Regions from separate parts of the Gossypium arboreum genome. Here region 2 is linked to region 1. A link is a contact called in public Hi-C data. All regions are on one chromosome and are shown on one strand. Each heading gives the region's core, a stretch centred on a gene start, on an enhancer-like site or on the middle of the called end of the contact. The rest is flanking DNA. Distances are from core to core; before and after follow the strand shown. Region 1 holds the start of LOC108486693 (probable sugar phosphate/phosphate translocator At5g25400). Region 2 holds the start of LOC108485588.

Region 1 (3,908 bases), core at 844-3,343:
CAATCTCAGCATCAATATCATAAGAACATAATCAAAGACTCCAATTTGTTCTTCTCTATACAAAAAAATACCAACTTTAAAAAATATTATGCTACATCAAATTGTTTGACGTGAGATTAACTCAAAAAGGAAAAAAGGGTCTTAGGACTGAAAATACATAATTTGAAATTATCAAACCATAGTAGAGGGCTTAAGTCAGCCAAAACCACATGGTACAAGGGTCTTGTATAAAAATTGACCACAAACTCAGTAACTGGATTATTGTCAAAATAACAATCTCAGCATCAATATCATGCCAACATACTCAAATCCACAATCATATTCAAAGCATCATACCAATATAGGTGTAAGAGGAACATGCCAAAATTACACCGCCTAAGCAACACAAAGTAGCATAAATGAATAAATTAAGGATTAAAACTCCATGAATGAAACATTTGTCAACAACACAAAAAGAACAGACAATGGAAGCCAAAAAAAAAAAAAAAACAAGATACAGGGCCTTTGAGATTTCATCTTCCTCTACTAACCTACATTAACCGGTGCAATAAGAAACAAATATGATCTCAAACCCCTGATGTTTTTACTAAGAAATGGCCATAATAAGTAAACCTAAAAAATAGAAAGAAACAACATAGCAAAACCCCTAAAAAATAGAAAGAAACAACATAGCAAAACCCACAATGCATTATCCCCTCATTGTTTTTTGCCATTGAATACAAGCTCTTTTTGGATCATATCACCAAAATATCTCCCTTTAGCCCTTATTTGCAACATCCCTTCCATATTTCATAATCCTAATATGAAGTACGAACCATGAACTGATCTAATCCTGAGATTCACTGCTCTTACCACTTCCTTCACCTTCTCTCTCTTCCAACAATCTCCCACCTTCTTCATCTGCTTGTGCAGTCTTCTTCTGTGCTTCTTTGGCCTTCAAAGCTTGTAACTTTGAATGATTATAGTAAGCAACACCCAAAAACGCCAGTCCATACCCAAACAAGTTGATGGGTGTCACGGTATCCTTGATGACAGACCAAGAGAAGGCAATCAACAACCAGTCCTTGACAACCCCAGCTACATTCATGGTCAAAGCAGAGGTCTTTCCAACAAGTAAGAACACAGCTAGGTTCAAAGCAAATGCACATATAGAGTTGGTCCCAAAAATGACGAAATCGAAATGGAAACTCGATGTTTCTTTCAAAACTGGGTACTCAACGAAAACCCATGGGACCAAAAGGAAAACAAAGCAGCATGGAGCAACGTAATATAACGAAGTAATGGGGTTCAAGGTGATCCCTTTAGAAGTAAGCAAGATTTGGATCATGACCAACCTGGTAGCCTCAAAAGCAACAGCTCCCAACTGCAAAATCACTCCCCAAGTGTCGAATTTAGCTTCCCCATATGCTGCGATGGCGACCCCAAAAGAGATTGACAACATGTTGACCATCGTATCGTTCTTGTACCCTTCTTTTTTAAAAAGGACGCCGATGGAATACACGGCGACGGGCATCAACGCTTTGAGCATCTGGATGAAGGAAACGGACAAGTAAATGTAGGCGGAATTGGAGAGCCAGAGGCTGAGGGAGTAAAGAGCGCCGATGGGGACGACGGAAGAGAGGTAAAGGTCTCGAGACATGGAGACGGGCTCGACGACTTTGAAGACCTTGATGAGGAGGAAAGCAAGGGAGGCACAAAAGGACATGTGGATCATGGTTAGAGAGATTGGGAAAGGCCAATTGTACATCTTCTTGTCGAGGATGTACTTGTTGTAGACGATGACGGTGAAGCTGAGGAAGATCCAGATTGCTACGTAGGTGTAGGAGAGAAGGATCTTCTTGATGACGCCGTCGCTCAATGAACCGCCTTTACCCATTGCTTGTTTTTGGGGTTTTGAGAGGTGCCCGGATCGGAAAAAATGGTGGAAGAATTGATCGGAGATCGGAGATCGGAATGTGGGGGGATTTTTCTCTATGTGGATGCTGAAAAATCAAGATTTGATTTGTTTTTTTTTTAATGTAGTGAAGGATGTTATCTTTTTTGTTTAAGGTGTGTTTTCTTTATGTTGATGGAATGGGCCTCTTTATGGGCTTTTTTCTCTATAGTTTGATACCATTTCCCTTTTTTAATTTTAAGATCCACTTAAAATTTTGACCCCAATAATTTAAATTTAAATTCGATGCAATTATTTAAATTTAAATTTTCATCCCATTAATTTAAATTTAAAATAAATTTAATTTAATTTAGTTATAAAATTAAATAATTTGAACTTATTTAACCTGAAAATGACCTATCCTGAATGATTCATACCCAACATATCTAGATACAAAAAATAAATTTGAGATAAAAAATTGAATTACCTAAACTTAAAATTATTTGAACTCAAAACTAATATATAATTGAGATAATCTAAATCCAAATTATTCATAAATTCTCTAATCCTTAAACTAGAGGATATTGAACTCTTAAGCACGCATAAACTCATGATGACCTCTTACTTATTGCAATATCAATCACAAAAATAAAAAATTAAAGATCAATTTGAACCGTGGTGTTTGGATGATTTGTAGGATACAAGTTAAAAAACGTGACTCTTCGAATTAAACAGAACTGAATTTTTAACTTAATTGAATAATTAATTTTAATTTTTATGATTTTAAATTAAATATTTTATATTTTAAATAGTATAAATAACTTGATTTTTTATATAAAAATATTTTTAAAGAAATACAATACAAAAGTTATTAATTAATTTTATTTACTTAAAAATTATTAATTTTTAATAGTCATGAAAAATACTTTAAAACTAGTTTAAAAAGTCAAAAGTTACAAAATAAAACTCACTTATCAAAATAAGTTAAAAAAGAAAAAACTCAAAACTCAAATTTTATATGAAAAGTTAAGAATCAAACTTATTTGAATTAACATGAACGATTTAAAAAAAAAAATGAACTGAATTGAACTAAACTCATTTCTATGTGCTAACACTCGGTGGACAAATTTTATTTCTTTTTTAAGAATTTATACTATAAAAATTTGACTCAATTAATCAAAATCGGATCTAACTTAACTTAATTAGATCATAAAAATTCAATAATCAAAACTTAAACAACCAAACTTAAAATATGTCTTCCAAAAAAACATGAAAAACACTGATCTAAAATAACTTAAACTCAAAACTATCCTAAAACCACAATAACCGACCATGTAAATTTCCATACAAATACAAAACCTCCTTGCATTTGAATGTCAGTCAGTGCATTCCACAACAAACCACATTTAAAAATCTTACATAAATAATATAACAATATTTTATTTATTTTTCATGTCAGATGTTGGAAAAAGATCAACTTCGTTATAATCTATTCACGTTTTAATTTTGCTTTTAAATATTTACGGCTTTAAATTTTATTTTATTACTTTTACACAAATTTATTAATTTAATATTAAATTCTACACCAATTTTAACTTTTCACTTATTAAAATTTTATGATTTCGAAAAAGAAAACAAATTTATGATCACAATTACTTATCTTCTCATATATTTGGTTATAATTTAAGTTGAAAAATTATTTTTAAAATAGATATAAAATAGCATATATTTAGTAGCTCAAGTTTAACCCTCGCACTGCAAAAGTCAGCAAACTAATTTTTTTTTTATATTAATTTTTCTTTTTGCTATTACTATATGATGTTTAATCATATTAAAAAAATGTATTTTGAGAACTTAAGGGAATAAAAGGAAATTTATAAATGTTCCTCCACCGACAACTGAAAGGACTTGTGACTGTTAATATAATCAAGTAGTAATGATGATTATTGATGATTATAGTACCAGCCTGTAAATCTAACTACCTTTTTGTCTGTCCTTTTTATTATTTAAATTCCTTTGGCAAAAACAAATTAGT
Region 2 (4,063 bases), core at 775-3,274, 150 kb before region 1:
AGTGTAGAGAGAGGAGGCATCGAGGGAATTCTTAGTTCGCGGTGCCTATAAGTCTCTTTTACAATAGTTTATTGAGCTTACTCATTTATACAACCAAACTGAGCATACAAATTTTTACAAGAAATTATGGGGCTTGAATCTATCCTAAAAACTGAATATTACAATTTGGTGTTTCTAAAAAAAAATAATTTCCTACGCTATTTAATCTACAGTATAAAAGATCAAGAAATACAATAATATGCCCGAGATGCATAGGAAAGGTTGAATCCAGAGTACATGTTCTGCGTGATTGTCTTGTGACAAAGGAGATGTGGCATCAATTGAATTGGAATTGGCCAAATTCAGTATTATACATGGAGCTTATGTACTGGGTTACCAGGTTTTTTTTAGAAAAATTCTACCATTCAATGTTGTCTTTTTGTCTGTGCTTTATGGGTAATATGGACTGAAAGAAACAAATTGGTGCATGAGGGGCAAAGGAAAACAAGTTTAGCCATAACGAATTTTATTAGGAATTATGTTCAGAAACTAGATGGTTGAATAATTCCATACATGTTCAAAGAATGGAGTTGAAAAAGTGGCAGCCAACAGAGAACCCATTTGTGAAAATAAACTTTGATGCAGCATACAGAAAACATGAAAGCAAATCTTGCTCAGTGATTGCAATTAGAGATTCTATGGGGCGGGAATTGAGTTTTAGGGTTGAGTTAAATGATAATGTACCCTTGGTGTTCGCAGTCGAGGCTATTGCATGCCTTCAACTGGGCCTGGATCTGGGGTTTACGACAGTCGAAATTGAAGGAGATGCCCTATCTATTGTAAAAAAAATACACAAAGGAGGGGTGATAAATAAAAAATTTGTGCTTATATTAGAGATGGGCAAGGGCTGGGTAAAAGATTTCAAACCTGTCAATTTAAACATGGGCACAAATTAACGAATTGGGTTGCTCATTTGCTGGCTGCAAAAGGTCTAAAGAAAGGGGATCGATGCTTGATGAGAAATGGGTTTCCTGAGTATGTTAGAGAATAAGTGGAAATGGATCATAGGGGGATAATGTTTTTGGTCTGGGTTTTTTCTTAGTTTGGCAAGTTGGGGGACAAGAAGCATATAGAGAAGAGAGATGAAATGGAAGTCGGATGGTTTCTAGTAATTGGAAAAAAAAAAAAAAAGATAAATTATTGAGGGGTTACTATCTAGTTGTTGGATCACAGGAGTTGTGTCGCATTAATTGCTTCAAGAGTAAGCTCCTTTCTTTGTTGGATTATTGGGCTGATTGGGTTAGCCCAACTTTATTGTTTTGCCCGTTTGTTGCTTAAGCTTTATTTTTTGATTAATTGAATAAAATTCCAAATGATATTTTAAAAAAAATAAAAATAAAAAAGTTACCAACACTTAACACATATTTGAGGGGTACATATATATATATATATAATATGGGCTTATATCCAAGTTATAAAAAGAAGAACATGGTGGGGATTAAACCAGGTAATAGAAATCTAAGGAATGTTGTTGGATGGAGAAAGTTTGCTGCACTCTTTTTGGCACGAGGTCGAAGAAGACTTCCACCGCCATAGCTTCCGCCTCCTTTCCCTCCTTTCTTCTTCTGCTCAATAATTACTTTCTTTTCTCTTTGAACCATCTTCAAATGAAGTGCTTCATGCCAACCCTTGATTGTTTTTTCATGTCTATCCAAAAAATCTGCATGGAAAAAAAATTAAATGGGTTTATTAAATTTCGTGATCTATTTTCTCCATTTACAAAATTTAAAATTCTTTTTTCAATAAGAAAAAAAAAAAGAAAACTTACCTTTGAGTTGTTTTTCCTTCATCGATTGCTTGAGATCATTGACAGTAGCCTGTGATGGTGAGATGAAAGCTGTTTCACTTAAGAAACATACAATTATGAAAATGATCCATTGAGAAACCCTTCTCTTCATTTTCTTTCCACTAGCAAATTTTTCCCCTTGGGCTACTTTTTTTGGCCCTTTTAATTGTTTCTTTAATTAGCTTTGATGCCCGGTATTTATAATAAATCATTAAGGAATAAAGCACACGTTATTTTATTTTCAAAAGATATGCTTACAATGTTTGATTAAATCATGGGATAAAGCTACTTTTAAATGCTCATGCATGTGATAGGGTACTGCTCAAAAGGAATCCCAAGGCAACTACGGGACAAATGAAAAGCCATTGTCGGGGAAATTTTTAATTTATATAACTGGTATCTTTATTTTGAATACTTGATAATAATTAAATCATGTTATTTTTAATTAAGAATTCTAATTCAATGATTTATATAATTATTATTTTCCTTCAAAATTTACTTATTATTATGTTTATATTATGAATGAAAAATTGTTTTTGAAAATAATATGATTGTATAAATATTATTTGGTATTAATAGAGGTGGAGAAGGAGAGGGATAGTGTTGAAAGAAACTAATTCGTTTATTTTAAAATTAATAGTCAGATAGGTAAATGAAATTCAGAATGAATGCTTAATATATTAAAATTTTGAGTGGAGAGAAATCTCTTTACTAACCGACATCGGAACTATTATATGTCCAATGTCCAATATTGAAATAATTTTAAAGGTTTTCCTTGACTTTGTTCGTTTTAACAAACAATTCGAAATGCCTCGACTCTTTTAGAATAGATTCGAGTCAAATAGCAATGATTCGAAATATTTCTTCTTATACTATTTTGAAAACCCAAAGACTCAATTGTATGAATATGTAAAATATAAAATTTCTAATCCTAGCTGAAAAGGAGGAAATAGATACTCAATTTAAAGTGAGTAAACAAAATTTTATACTCGATCTCTTAAATACATATAGAATTATGTGAAAGTTGTATTCAATAAAAATATTTATAGGAAAAATAAGAGCTTGTCTAACCAAATTCAAATTGACAAAGATATAATAAATATATTAATCTTGAATTTTAATTTGAGATATTAATAGTGTGAATAGAATTATTTCAAATTTTAAATATAAAAATTAAATGTCAAACTTTAGTTAATAATTTTTACTTTATTTAAAGTGTATATTTAAACGAGGTACATAGAGAAGGGGGTGGTTGATCAGCCATGTCCGACAAGGTTAAAGAATATATCTTACCAACTTCGAGGAATGCCTTTGCCAGCCTGGAAAGTAAAAAAGAATATACAAATGAAACCTTATTTTGCATTCCCAAGAACCTAAAAAAATGAGAAAAACTCTCATGGGAATTGTTTGTTCACCCCTTCCTAAGGTGACTGGTAATTTTGAGATTAAGGTAATTACTATAGTATCATATTTTTAAGTTTATCGATATTCTTTTAAATATTTTTTATATATGTAAATAAATATAATAAGCTTAATATCATTTCATCCTTATATTAATTTTGATTATTGTATCTCATTTACTTTCATTCCATCAAAATTGTTTCCATTAAAAAAAATTTGATTTGATGGTTTAAGCCGATCGAACTCAAATGCCCGAATGCATTTTTTATTTTTCTCTTAATATTAAAAGATTTCCCTTGTTTTTTTCTTTATTCGTTTCTCTTTCTTCTTTCCTAGTAGAAGTTCAGCTTTTCCAGCCGAAACTGTAGGTGCACGAACACTATCGCTAGCACTCACCATCGTCGTCGTTCCTCCGACCAACCACGGTGAATATCAGAGACCCAAGGGTTCCAATCCATTATGCACAACCAAATGGTTTGTATGGCTCTTCATGATTTCATGAAATCGTGTAAACTCGTCTTTAAGAAAATTGTTCTTCTAATTAGAGGTCTGCATAGGCCGGGTTGAGCTGGGTCCAGACAAAATTTCAAGCCTATTTTCTAGGCTCGAGTTTAGTTTGGCCCAAATATGGGCCTAAAATTTATCTAAGCCCGAGCCCGACCGGCCAGGCCCATATTAAATTATTTTAGCTTATTTCATTAAATAAAAATTTTAAAATATAATAAATCAAATATATTTAAAAATATTAAAACAAATATTAAAACAAGAAATAAATAAAAATGAGACTAAAACAATTCTTAAAACAATACACAAATTGAAAATATAATAAAAAGTTGT

The links. A called contact is a pair of places that touch in the nucleus more often than the background predicts.
Region 2: a Hi-C map of leaf shows a contact between it and region 1, with 3 times the contacts expected there. The contact joins the promoter of LOC108485588 here to the promoter of LOC108486693 in region 1. A contact is called at or near these places in 2 of 5 Hi-C or Micro-C datasets (both in leaf).

Annotation. Positions count from the first base shown.
Region 1 is chr6:103,297,358-103,301,265 of ASM2569848v2, reverse strand. It overlaps LOC108486693 (probable sugar phosphate/phosphate translocator At5g25400), which reads right to left and starts at 2,093. Exons shown (of 1, transcript XM_017790875.2): 1 at 391-2,093. The coding sequence starts at 1,876. The coding sequence ends at 827.
Region 2 is chr6:103,446,192-103,450,254 of ASM2569848v2, reverse strand. LOC108485588 reads right to left here and starts at 2,024. Exons shown (of 2, transcript XM_017789446.2): 1 at 1,808-2,024; 2 at 1,358-1,699. The coding sequence starts at 1,937. The coding sequence ends at 1,452. LOC128293891 (a long non-coding RNA gene) reads right to left here and starts at 875. Exons shown (of 4, transcript XR_008284012.1): 1 at 724-875.